Regions from separate parts of the Sus scrofa genome. Here region 1 is linked to region 2. The links are chromatin contacts, called in public Hi-C maps. All regions are on one chromosome and are shown on one strand. Each heading gives the region's core, a stretch centred on a gene start, on an enhancer-like site or on the middle of the called end of the contact. The rest is flanking DNA. Distances are from core to core; before and after follow the strand shown.

Region 1 (4,961 bases), core at 2,374-4,873, 260 kb after region 2:
AACCCAAAAGGGAAATATGTACTTGCCATAAACTCTGACCATAACTGCAGTGCTTACTTTTAAAAATAAATAGATAAAACAAATCTCAGATCCTGCTAATAGGAAATAACAAGAACTTTTAGAAGTTTACTATATAGAGCTCTTGGCATATATGTACATTGTGCAACACAAAGGATATCCTTCAACTGCTCACTACAGAAAAATACCAAATGTCTTCTTTTATAATCAGTTGTATAATCAGTTTCTCTCTTTTTCTTCTTTTGTCTTTTTTGCATTTTCTAGGGTCGATTCCTGGGCAAATGGAGGTTCCCAGGCTAGGGATCTAATCGGAGCTGTGGCCTCCGGCCTACACCAGAGCCACAGCAATGCGGGATCCAAGCCGCCGCGTCTGCGCGTCTGCGACCTAACACCACAGCTCATGGCAATGCCGGATCCTTAATCCACTGAACGAGGCCAGAGATCAAATCCACAACCTCATGGTTCCTAGTCCAATTCGTTAACCACTGAGCCACGACGGGAACTCCATATAATTAGTTTCTTCTACAATTAAAAAAAAATCCTATGGTAGCTGCAACCATTTTTAAAGAAATAATCCAATTATTTCCATAGTCCTGTTAATTATACATTATTTTTGAAGAAAAAAAGTTCTGTTTAATGAAAATGTAAATCATTTACCTTGGATTGGTATTTCTTAGATCTTTTAGATCGTTTGAATTTACCGTTTTTAAATTTACCATTCCTTTAAGTAAGACAAAATTTTTTTCTACGAAAGTTTCTTTTTATGCTCCTGTCTTTTAAAGAAATTACTCCGTTCCAACTGATACTAAATTTGCATATCAGTATCTGGGTTATTCATTTCAAGAAGGGGCAACCACAAAAAACTCCCACTGTCACAAATAACATGTTTCAAAAAAAGTTTCTTCATGATACCAACAAAAACTCTACCTTATCCTCCTCGAATAGGCAAATACGATCTCCACAAATTCTAAAAAAGTTATCCTTAACACTGTATTACCATAAGGACATAAGAGAAAGAGGGCAGTAAGTCAAAGATATTTGACTTTCCTGGAAGGTGGCTAGGGAACACAGGAGATTTTGAAATAAATATCAAACATCTAAGAAAATATGCTTATGAAACTGAAATAAGCACAATGACCTATAGCATTTATGAAGAAAACCAAGAGTGAAATATAAACAATGTACTTGCTTCAAAGATTCAGAACAACATCCAGATTTATTTTGAATTTTTTAAGACTTCTCTTGTGAGAATTCTTTGGAAGAAATGGGTGTATAAACTTACAAAACTAATACTGAATTCAAATTCATTAATTCATTCATTGGGGACATTGTCTCTATTCTCAAAGGCTTACAGTCGTCATTTATTTCACAGTTACTGAGCCAGACGGTGGGCATACAACACACAGGAACCATGGGGACCCTACCTGCATGCAGCTTATACTGGAAGAGAGAAATGCCTCAAGAATGAGACACACATCTAACTAAACAAGGATAACACTTAAGTATTCTATATGCTGCTTATGGAAGTGTAGAGGGTTGTGGGGCGGGGGCACAAAGAAGGGAGTGATGGATTCAAGGTGTAAGGGAGGGGAATGTAGGGACTTCAGATACAGATGAGTTCTCAAAGAGGATCAGAGGTTCACCTGGCCGACCTTGGGGAAAGGGCTCCAAGCAGAGGAAGGAGCTAAGGCAGAGAGGTGTGAACAGACTGCTGTATTTGATAGGCCAGGAATATGAATGTGAAAAATAAACCATGGAGGTTTCTGTATGCCACAGTAAGACTGGACTTTACTGGTATATATGAAAGGTTTCCGAAGGGTTTTATTCAGGAAACTAGCATATGTGATCAGGTTTTTCTGGTGTGATGAGGCACTGATTTACATAGGTATGAGAAAAGAACAACACTAGATAATGATGTCACCACATGAAACAACAAAGGAGAAAACTAAACCCTGTTCAGGAAAAAAATTAAGGCACTTAACTATCCAAGTCCTTCTGGGAAAAAAGTTTTTAATCAACATCATTTAAAACTGAAAAACTAGACAAAAGGTTTATATATATACATAAATATTATGTATTATAGTATCTACGTATCTATTTTGAATTTTCTAAAGAGGTCTTTAGCTCTTTACTAATTGTGTAAAGACAGCTGAAGCTGCTGACTGCTGTGCAAAAGGCAATGAAGCTGTTTGGGAGAGAAGCCTTTGATACAAAGGGAGAACCACAAGTAAGAGAAGGTATTTCTCAAGTAAGGTTTAAAGGTTTCCAGAGTTCAAGATAATCACGTTCTATTAAGTCAGCGCGTTTAAAAGGTGTGTCATAGGGGTGGAGCAAAAGGATTAAGGATTAAAATTTTTAATTTACTATATATATAAACAAGTAATCCTTGGTGCTGCTCGAACCAAAAAAACTACCTGAAAATCTCCCGAGCTGAGGGAGAAATGAATGCTTACCAGATCCAATTAATCCTACCAGATCCAATTAATCCAAACAAGGTAGGGAGGAAAGGATGGTCACACTTGGAAGTATAAATGAGGTGGGGGTTAACCACCTATCCACAACCCATAATTCATCGCACCTGGCGATGCGATGTGGCAATCGTCTCCAAACCTCACAGTTCAGACTCCACGACTCAGACATAAAGGCAGGAAAATGTCACTTCCAAACTCCACAAGCTAACCACTAGCCACCGGCCAAGGGGACATAATCATATATCCGAATTTCAGAACTCAAGGACAGAAGTACCATCCCCACATCGAGGTGAAAGAGTCCCCCTATTTCTGGAAGTGAAGAGCAGTCGCCCTCAAATTCAGTCCTAAGCGTGTCAGTGCCCCTGAGGCCAGGTCTTACCGAAACCAAGGGCAGTGACAGCCCGAAGCCCCCACGACCTCGGCCAGAGCTGCCTCTGCTCCTCGCACCCCCCTTCCCCACACACACCCTCCGTACCTGATATGGCGGCGGCGGCTCCTGATCCGGCTCCGTCCCCTCGCCAAAGCTAGCCCGGTCGGACTGAGACTCGTGAAGCAGGGAGATGTCATCTGAAGTGGGGGATTTGAGGCAGTTCCCCATCTTCTGGGGTTGGGGTGTGTGATCTAGGGGAGGAAGAAAGCAGCGGCGGGGTCCTTCGCACGCTCTGCGGTCAGCCCCGGTCAGCGACGTGGGGTCGAGTGGCAGGCCGGGGCTCAGGCGGCAGCGGCTCCCCCGCCCCCCGGCGCCGCCGAAGGGCCGCTCATGCCAGCCCCCGGGGTTGGGGGCTTAAGGCTGGGCCGCGGGCTCGGCTGGGGTCGCGGCGGTTGCCTCCTACGAGGCGGCGGCTGCCTCCTACGAGGCGGCGGCGGCGGCGGCGGCGGCGGGGGGGGGGGGGGGCGGGGAGACGAAGAACTTCCCCACCCCGCCCCCCCGCGGGGCGGCGGCGGCCACGAAGCTGTTGGGCCTAATCCAGGTCAGGAGGGGGGGGCGCGGCCGTCGCGGCTCCCTCAGCTGCTGCCTCAGCTGCTGCTGCCCCCGCCGACGCCGGAGCCGCAGCCGCGGGCCTCATCCTACACCGCCTCAAAGCGGCGGCGGCGGCCAGAACGAGGCCAGCTGCGGCCCTGCGTCACGCCGCCGTGCGTGCCCTGGTCCCGCCCCCGGCGTTGGGAGGTGTAGGCGGCGCCGGCCCCGCCTACCCGGTTCCCAACAGCTGTTCCCCGGGCTGCGTCAGTCTCTGCTTCTCCGACAATTAGCTGGGGACCGAAACCTCTGAAAGCTCTCTTGGGTCTCCTTGCCTCCCCACATCCACTGCTCCCTCCCCGCTTGCCTCACTTCACACCTGTACGCTGTTTTGTCAGTCTTCTCACGACCTTCTGCCTAGTTATCTATTTATGAACCCGTATTTGAATGGATCACTCCCATTATTAACATATTAAAAGGTTTACCATTTATCCCTTCAAATAAAGTCCAGACTCATTAAGGAAACTTTCCTAGCTCCCCAATCGCTTCCTGATCCTCCTATATCACAGCCAGAAAGATTCTTCTTCCAACTATACTAACTGAATGCTCTATTTCTTTTTTTTTTTTTTCCCACTGTACAGCAAGGGGGTCAGGTTATCCTTACATGTATACATTACAATTAGGTTTTTTCCCCCACCCTTTGTTCTGTTGCAACATGAGTATCTAGACATAGTTCTTGAATGCTCTATTTCTTTCCATTCCCACCACCATAGTACAAGTTACCATCATATTTCTATTGTTGTACTTGGAACCCTTCCCCCTGCATTCACCATTGCCCCTATTCAATCCACTATTTGTTCAGTCCAGTTTTCTTTTTAAAATGTAAAGCTGATGTCCCTAGGGGGAATTTAAACTTTTTAAAATCTTCAATGGCTTCCCAATGCTGTTATGGCTAAGCATTAATTCTTAAATGGTTTACAAATCTGGCTACCTCCTCGATCTCATTAGACATTGTTCCCTGACATATTCTACACTCTAGGATGCCTAAATAAAGTAGTCCAGTTATCTAGAAGGGATAACTTTTACCTTTTAAAAGTTAAAACGCTAAGGCTTTACCCACACTGTTTCTCTGACAGAAACTCACTTCCGCCCACTTCTGACCTTATACCTCCCATCAAGCTAAACATTATCCCCACTTGTCCTTCCTGGACTCAACTTTGGTTCCACTGGGAAGCCTCTCCTAATCGTGGAGTCTGGTTGCCTAGTTGCCTCTCCCTGAGCTTTTCTCTATTACAGTCTGATCAAGCTGAATCATCTGTCTCTCCTCTGTGCAGGGCCTGGCACATTGCTTAAGGGAGAGTAGTCTCTCTTCTTAGTTGAATGAACCAAGAGCCCAAGAAGCAATGTATGTAAAGGAAAGAAATAAGAAGGATGAGAATGTTCCTAATGGTTATTCATTCGACAAGAAGACAAAAAGTGAGTCTTGACTCTCTTTCCTTTCATTCATCATTTAC
Region 2 (5,111 bases), core at 585-3,084:
AGGCACATACTCCAAGTCAAGTCTTTTTTTTTTTTTTTTTTTTCCCGCTTTTGCTTTCTAGAGCTGCACTCAGGGCATATGGAAATTCCCAGACTAGGGGTCAAATTGGAGCCACAACTGCCAGCCTATGCCACAGCCACACCAGATGTGAGCCAAGAATGCGACTACCCACAACTTACAGCAATGCTGGATCCTTAACCCACTGAGCGAACCCAGGGATCAAACCTGAAACCTCATGGTTCCTAGTCGATCGTTTCCACTGAGCCACATTGGGAACTCCCAAGCCAAGTCTTTATAGATTAGGATTTCAAGTAACTGGTTGGTTATTTCAAGTGAAGAAGGCAGCATAAGAAAGTGTAGTCTTGGAGTTCCTGTCGTGGCTCAGTGGTTAACGAATCCGACGAGGAACCATGAGGTTGAGGGTTCTATCCCTGGCCTTGCTCAGTGGGTTGAGGATCCGGCGTTGCCGTGAGCTGTGGTGTAGGTTGCAGACGCGTCTGGGATCCCATCTTCCTGTGGCTCTGGCGTAGGCCGTTGGCTATAGCTCCCACTGGACCTCTAGCCTGGGAAACTCCATATGCTGCGGGAGCAGCTCAAGAAATAGCAAAACAAACAAACAAAAAGAAAGTATAGGAGTTTCAGTCATGGCTCAGTGAAAAACGAATCTGACTAGTAACCATGAGGGTGCAAGTTTGACCCCTGACCTCGCTCAGCAGATTGAGCATCCAGTTTTGCCGTGAACTGCGGTGTGGTTCGCTGATGCGGCTCGGATCTGGCATTGCTGCAGCTGTGGCATAGGCCGGCAGCTGCAGCTCCGATTTGGCCCCTAGCCTGGGAACCTCCATATGCAGCAGGTGCAGCCCTAAAAAGAGACAAAGAAAGTGTAGTCTGTGTCATGTTTGACTTGGCAGGAATTAAGGCCTTATAATGAACACCTAACACATTCTATGTATCAGAAACAGTCCTTATCATTGAGGCTCCCAGTCGAGAGAGCAGACAGATGGAAACGGTCATCAGGGTGGTGACTTCATAACGTAGAGAAGAAGTGTTAAAAAGAGGAGTGTGTAGCTCCGACTTGCGGAGGTCGGGAGATGCTTTGCGAAGGACAGGACGTGATCCTTGAGTTGTTTCTGGAGAACGTAAGAGGAGTTTGTCAGGTGGACCCGGGGAGGATTTAGGAATGCGGCAGGCACCTGAGCAGCTCCCAGTGCTCATTTATGGAACAATCTGAGTGTGGGAGGCAGCAAGTGGGTCAGGAAAGCATTCTTTCCCCCTCCCAGGTAGACTCTAGCTCCCGGAGGGAATGACTTTAGAGTCTTCTTTGTTGGTATCACACTGTAATAGCAGGTGGTTAAATGAAAAGTTTTGGAGTCAGACGTGGATTCTACTTCACCAGCTATCGAACCAGCTTACGTGTGACACCTATTTGTGTTTCAGTTTCCTCACTTGTGCAATATATTTATGTCTCAGTCCCTTCATTTATACAATTAAAAAATAAAGCGTCTAACATAGATTCTGACATATATAAAGTGCTGTTATTTCTTATAAAGATCTCATTTAATCCTCACAAGCAATCTGGACTTTGGATATAATTTCCCCCTTTTTTCAGAAGCAGAAGCTTAGAGTTGGCAGGTGACTTGCTTAAAGTTCTCGGGACAATGGAGAGCGGCCTCTGCCTCTATCTTCACAGGCCGCCCACCTTCATTTCTTTACGGGCCGGGTTTTCTCCGGCGGCCCCAAGAGTAGGCTCCGGTCCGGTGGCAACAACTCCGGCGCCAGGATTTGGGGGCCGCCGCGGCCTGCGCCGGGCGGGCGGGGCCAGGCGGGGCGGGGCGGGCGAGAGGAGGGAAGTTGTCGAAGTTCGGGGAGACGCCCGCCTGCCCGGGCCTCGCCTCCGGCCGCTCCCTCCGCCTCCTCCTCCCCCGGAGACCCCGTCCGCTCGTCCTTCCTTCTCCTCCCGTGCATGATGGAAACACCATGGCTGCGGCGGCCCAGCTTTCCCTGACACAGGTAACGCGGCCCGCCCGTCCAGTGGGCTGGTCGGCCGGTGTCCCTGGCCCCCTCCCCCACTGCCCTGTGGTTCACCGACCCGGGCAGTTTCTCTCGGGCCCGGGCGGGCGGGCGGGGCGACCGAGACGGAGCGCGCGCGCGCGTGTCTGTGTGTGTGTGTGCGCGCGTGTGTGTGTGCGAGTGTGACGGGGGGAGGGCGCCATCCCGAGCCGGCAGCTTCGCGGCGGCTGCCCAGACCCCGCCCCGGCCAGTTTGCGCCCCGGCGCCGCCCCAGGCGGCGCCCACTCCCCTCGACCCCTCGGTGCCCCTCGCCCCGCTCGGTCGGTGCCCACCTCTCTCACTCCGGTCCGCCTTCACCCACCCAGGAAGTTTCCTCCTTCCAGGCCACACGCTCCCCAGGTGAGCTCCTGTTGAGCTCGCGCGGATCAGCCTCAGCCCCCCCGGCTCAGCCCCGGTCCCTCACGAGGCTCGCCTTCCCGAGCCGGACACCCAGGACCCCTCCGAGCCAGGCTTTCCTTTCTAAACCGGCCTTTTCCTGCTGGAGTCCGGCGATAGCCCTCTCTTCCCCAGTAGTTTCCTTAAGTCAGCTCTCTTCCAAATAAGTCTCATCCCACCGGAGCGCACGCACCCTTGCCCTGCTGGCCCCGTCCTGGGATTCAGCCTCTTCCCCTCCTGATCAGGTTTCGTGCGGCGTCAGATCCCCAGATTCAGTCTTTCCCTCAGTTGTGCTACCACTCCTACTCTGTGGGGTCAACATCGCTGTCCACGCGGATAACAGGGAGTCATCCTTTAACAGGTGTGATGGTTCCTCCAGTCTCGGTGCTGGGAACGACTTGCTCATCCTGGGGGAATCTTCACCAAAACCTGTTTTCAGGGTCTTTTCCTTGCCTTTCTGCTTCCTTCAGAGCCCAGTCCTCGTGCTTCCCGTAAAACTGCTCAACCTCACTCTCCCTGGGAGCCTCGTGCCCCCCTCTCTGTAAAGAAAGCTTGTTGTAATCTTTCCATGATGTACAGGATGATGAGGGGATGTGCACCTGTCAGTCCCTTTCCACTTTTTTGACCAAACCCACCCCAGCCTTACTTTTCAGCCTGCTTTCTCCCGAGTGAGCTGGTGGCTCTGCACCTCTGTGCTGGGGCCCATGCAAGCCTTCCTGCCTGCCCTGTAGTATTTCCCTGCCACCTTGTAGTCTCCTTGGCCTGGATTTGTCAGGGCTTCTAAGGCAAAACACGGGGATAGGTTATACATTTGGGCTGGAGAGTTTTCCGTGTTGGGAGCAAGAGACGTGGGGGCATTTTGCCAAGCATTCTAAGATAGACTGAGTGAAAAATATTCTCCCCAGGAACCAGGAATCACATTGTAAACACGTGCCTCAGGTAAAATAAAAATTAACTTCAGCTTGCAGGAATTATCAGCTTCATAAGTGAAGTGTGTTTATTTCCCACTCTGGTGTTGCTTATCCTATTTTGACAAGCACATAATGGGGAAGAATACTTGGAATGTGGGGATTTTGTCTTGGTGGCAAATCTCTTTGTAAGGGTATTCCTGAAATTTGAGAAATGGCAACATTGACTTTTGAGTGTTCACTTTTTTGGAGTGGGCGCTCACTTTTTAATAGTCTAGTTAGTGATACCCATTAAACAAGATCCTTTAGGCAGGCTGTTGCTGTCTGGCTCTGTTAGCCATTTCCAGCAGGAGTTTTCCTTTCCTGAAGATTTTGTTCTCCTGAGGACTTGTATAGATTTGCTTCCTAGTTTTGTGCTTACTTTATTCTCTTCCTGTAAGACTGTGTTTTTAGTTTCTATTTACTCTCATTCATCTCTGGATATTTTCTTCAGGCTCTGTCAGTTTTATAGACAGTTAAATAATTTAAGTATGTTCTTGCAGTTATATATTTAAATATTAACCTGTACACAGAGTAAATACTGAATCAGGAATATAATCCTTCAGTGTTTCACATATGAGAGAACAAACATTGATGGTTCATTTACATTGAAAATCTAAATAAATCAATTTAGAATATTTTGATTTTAAGACATTAAGAGAGAATAAGATATACTGTAAAGGCTCAGGAAAAAGAACCTTCCCAAATGTTAATATATTTGTTATAATGTGCCTCCTTGTTATTTAAAAACTTGGCTGATTTGTGTTTTTTGATTTTTTTATCTGCTTGAGGCAAATAATCTGAAATAACAATGCAACCTGGTTTCACATTCATTATTGATCTGTTTACTATCACACCAACCCCCACTCCACCCCCAGCACACACAGACATAGGTATGCTTCAGGGCAGGGACTTCTTTCACTTCATCTCTCTCCTTCACTGCCCATCTGGAAGAAAGTGATTAATAGCTGGAAAACCTAAAGGACTCTATGGCAGTTACAAAGATTAAACAGATGCTGGAGTTAGTTTCTGCCTCTAGTTATGAGATAATAATAGTTTTGGAATAAGTTCATTTATTCAGTATTTGTTAAGTTTTTAGTATGTGCTATGCACTCTGCTAGGATTGTCTATAATTTTCTGCCTTCATCAATTAAGCAAAACTGACAATTGGGGGAAAAACACATGAAAAATAATTTACTCTTTCCTTCCTCTTTCCCTTGCCTGCCAACCGGCCTTCCAACTCCTCCACCACCAGAATAAATTATCTAAATTATCATAGCCTAGCATCTAGACAGGATAGGATGCTAGAATAATGAAAACATTAGTTTCAGTCCCAGCTCTGCCAAGAGCGAACTATGTCATTGAGTTGTCTCCAGGGCCAGTTTTCTTAGCTTTAAAAGTCATTCAACAAATATTTATTGAACATTCATTATGTGCTCGGAATTATTCTAGGTACTGAGGATATACTAATGAACAGAATAGACGACAGCTTGGAGCCTGAAGACAAACAAAACATGGAGCTTACATTTTAGTTGGAGAGTTTGAATTAGCTGATCTAAAGGCCTTTCCAACTAACATTCTTTTTTCTAGATCATATTCTATGATTTGGAGATCTGGTGGTGACTTTCCTAGGGCACTTTAGTGCTATATAGCGTCTGTGTTTTCTGATTTCAGTTTTCTTCACTAGGTGTTCTATTTTCTTCTTGTAAGTTAAAACTT

What was found. A called contact is a pair of places that touch in the nucleus more often than the background predicts.
Region 1: a contact with region 2 is called in a Hi-C map of skeletal muscle, with 5 times the contacts expected there. The contact joins the promoter of RNF11 here to the promoter of EPS15 in region 2. A contact is called at or near these places in 3 of 47 Hi-C or Micro-C datasets (embryonic fibroblasts, heart right ventricle and skeletal muscle).

Annotation. Positions count from the first base shown.
Region 1 is chr6:160,908,090-160,913,050 of Sscrofa11.1, forward strand. RNF11 (RING finger protein 11) reads right to left here and starts at 3,624. Exons shown (of 3, transcript XM_003482086.4): 1 at 2,965-3,624. The coding sequence starts at 3,087.
Region 2 is chr6:160,652,061-160,657,171 of Sscrofa11.1, forward strand. It overlaps EPS15 (epidermal growth factor receptor substrate 15), which reads left to right and starts at 1,835. Exons shown (of 24, transcript XM_021096667.1): 1 at 1,835-2,010. The coding sequence starts at 1,978.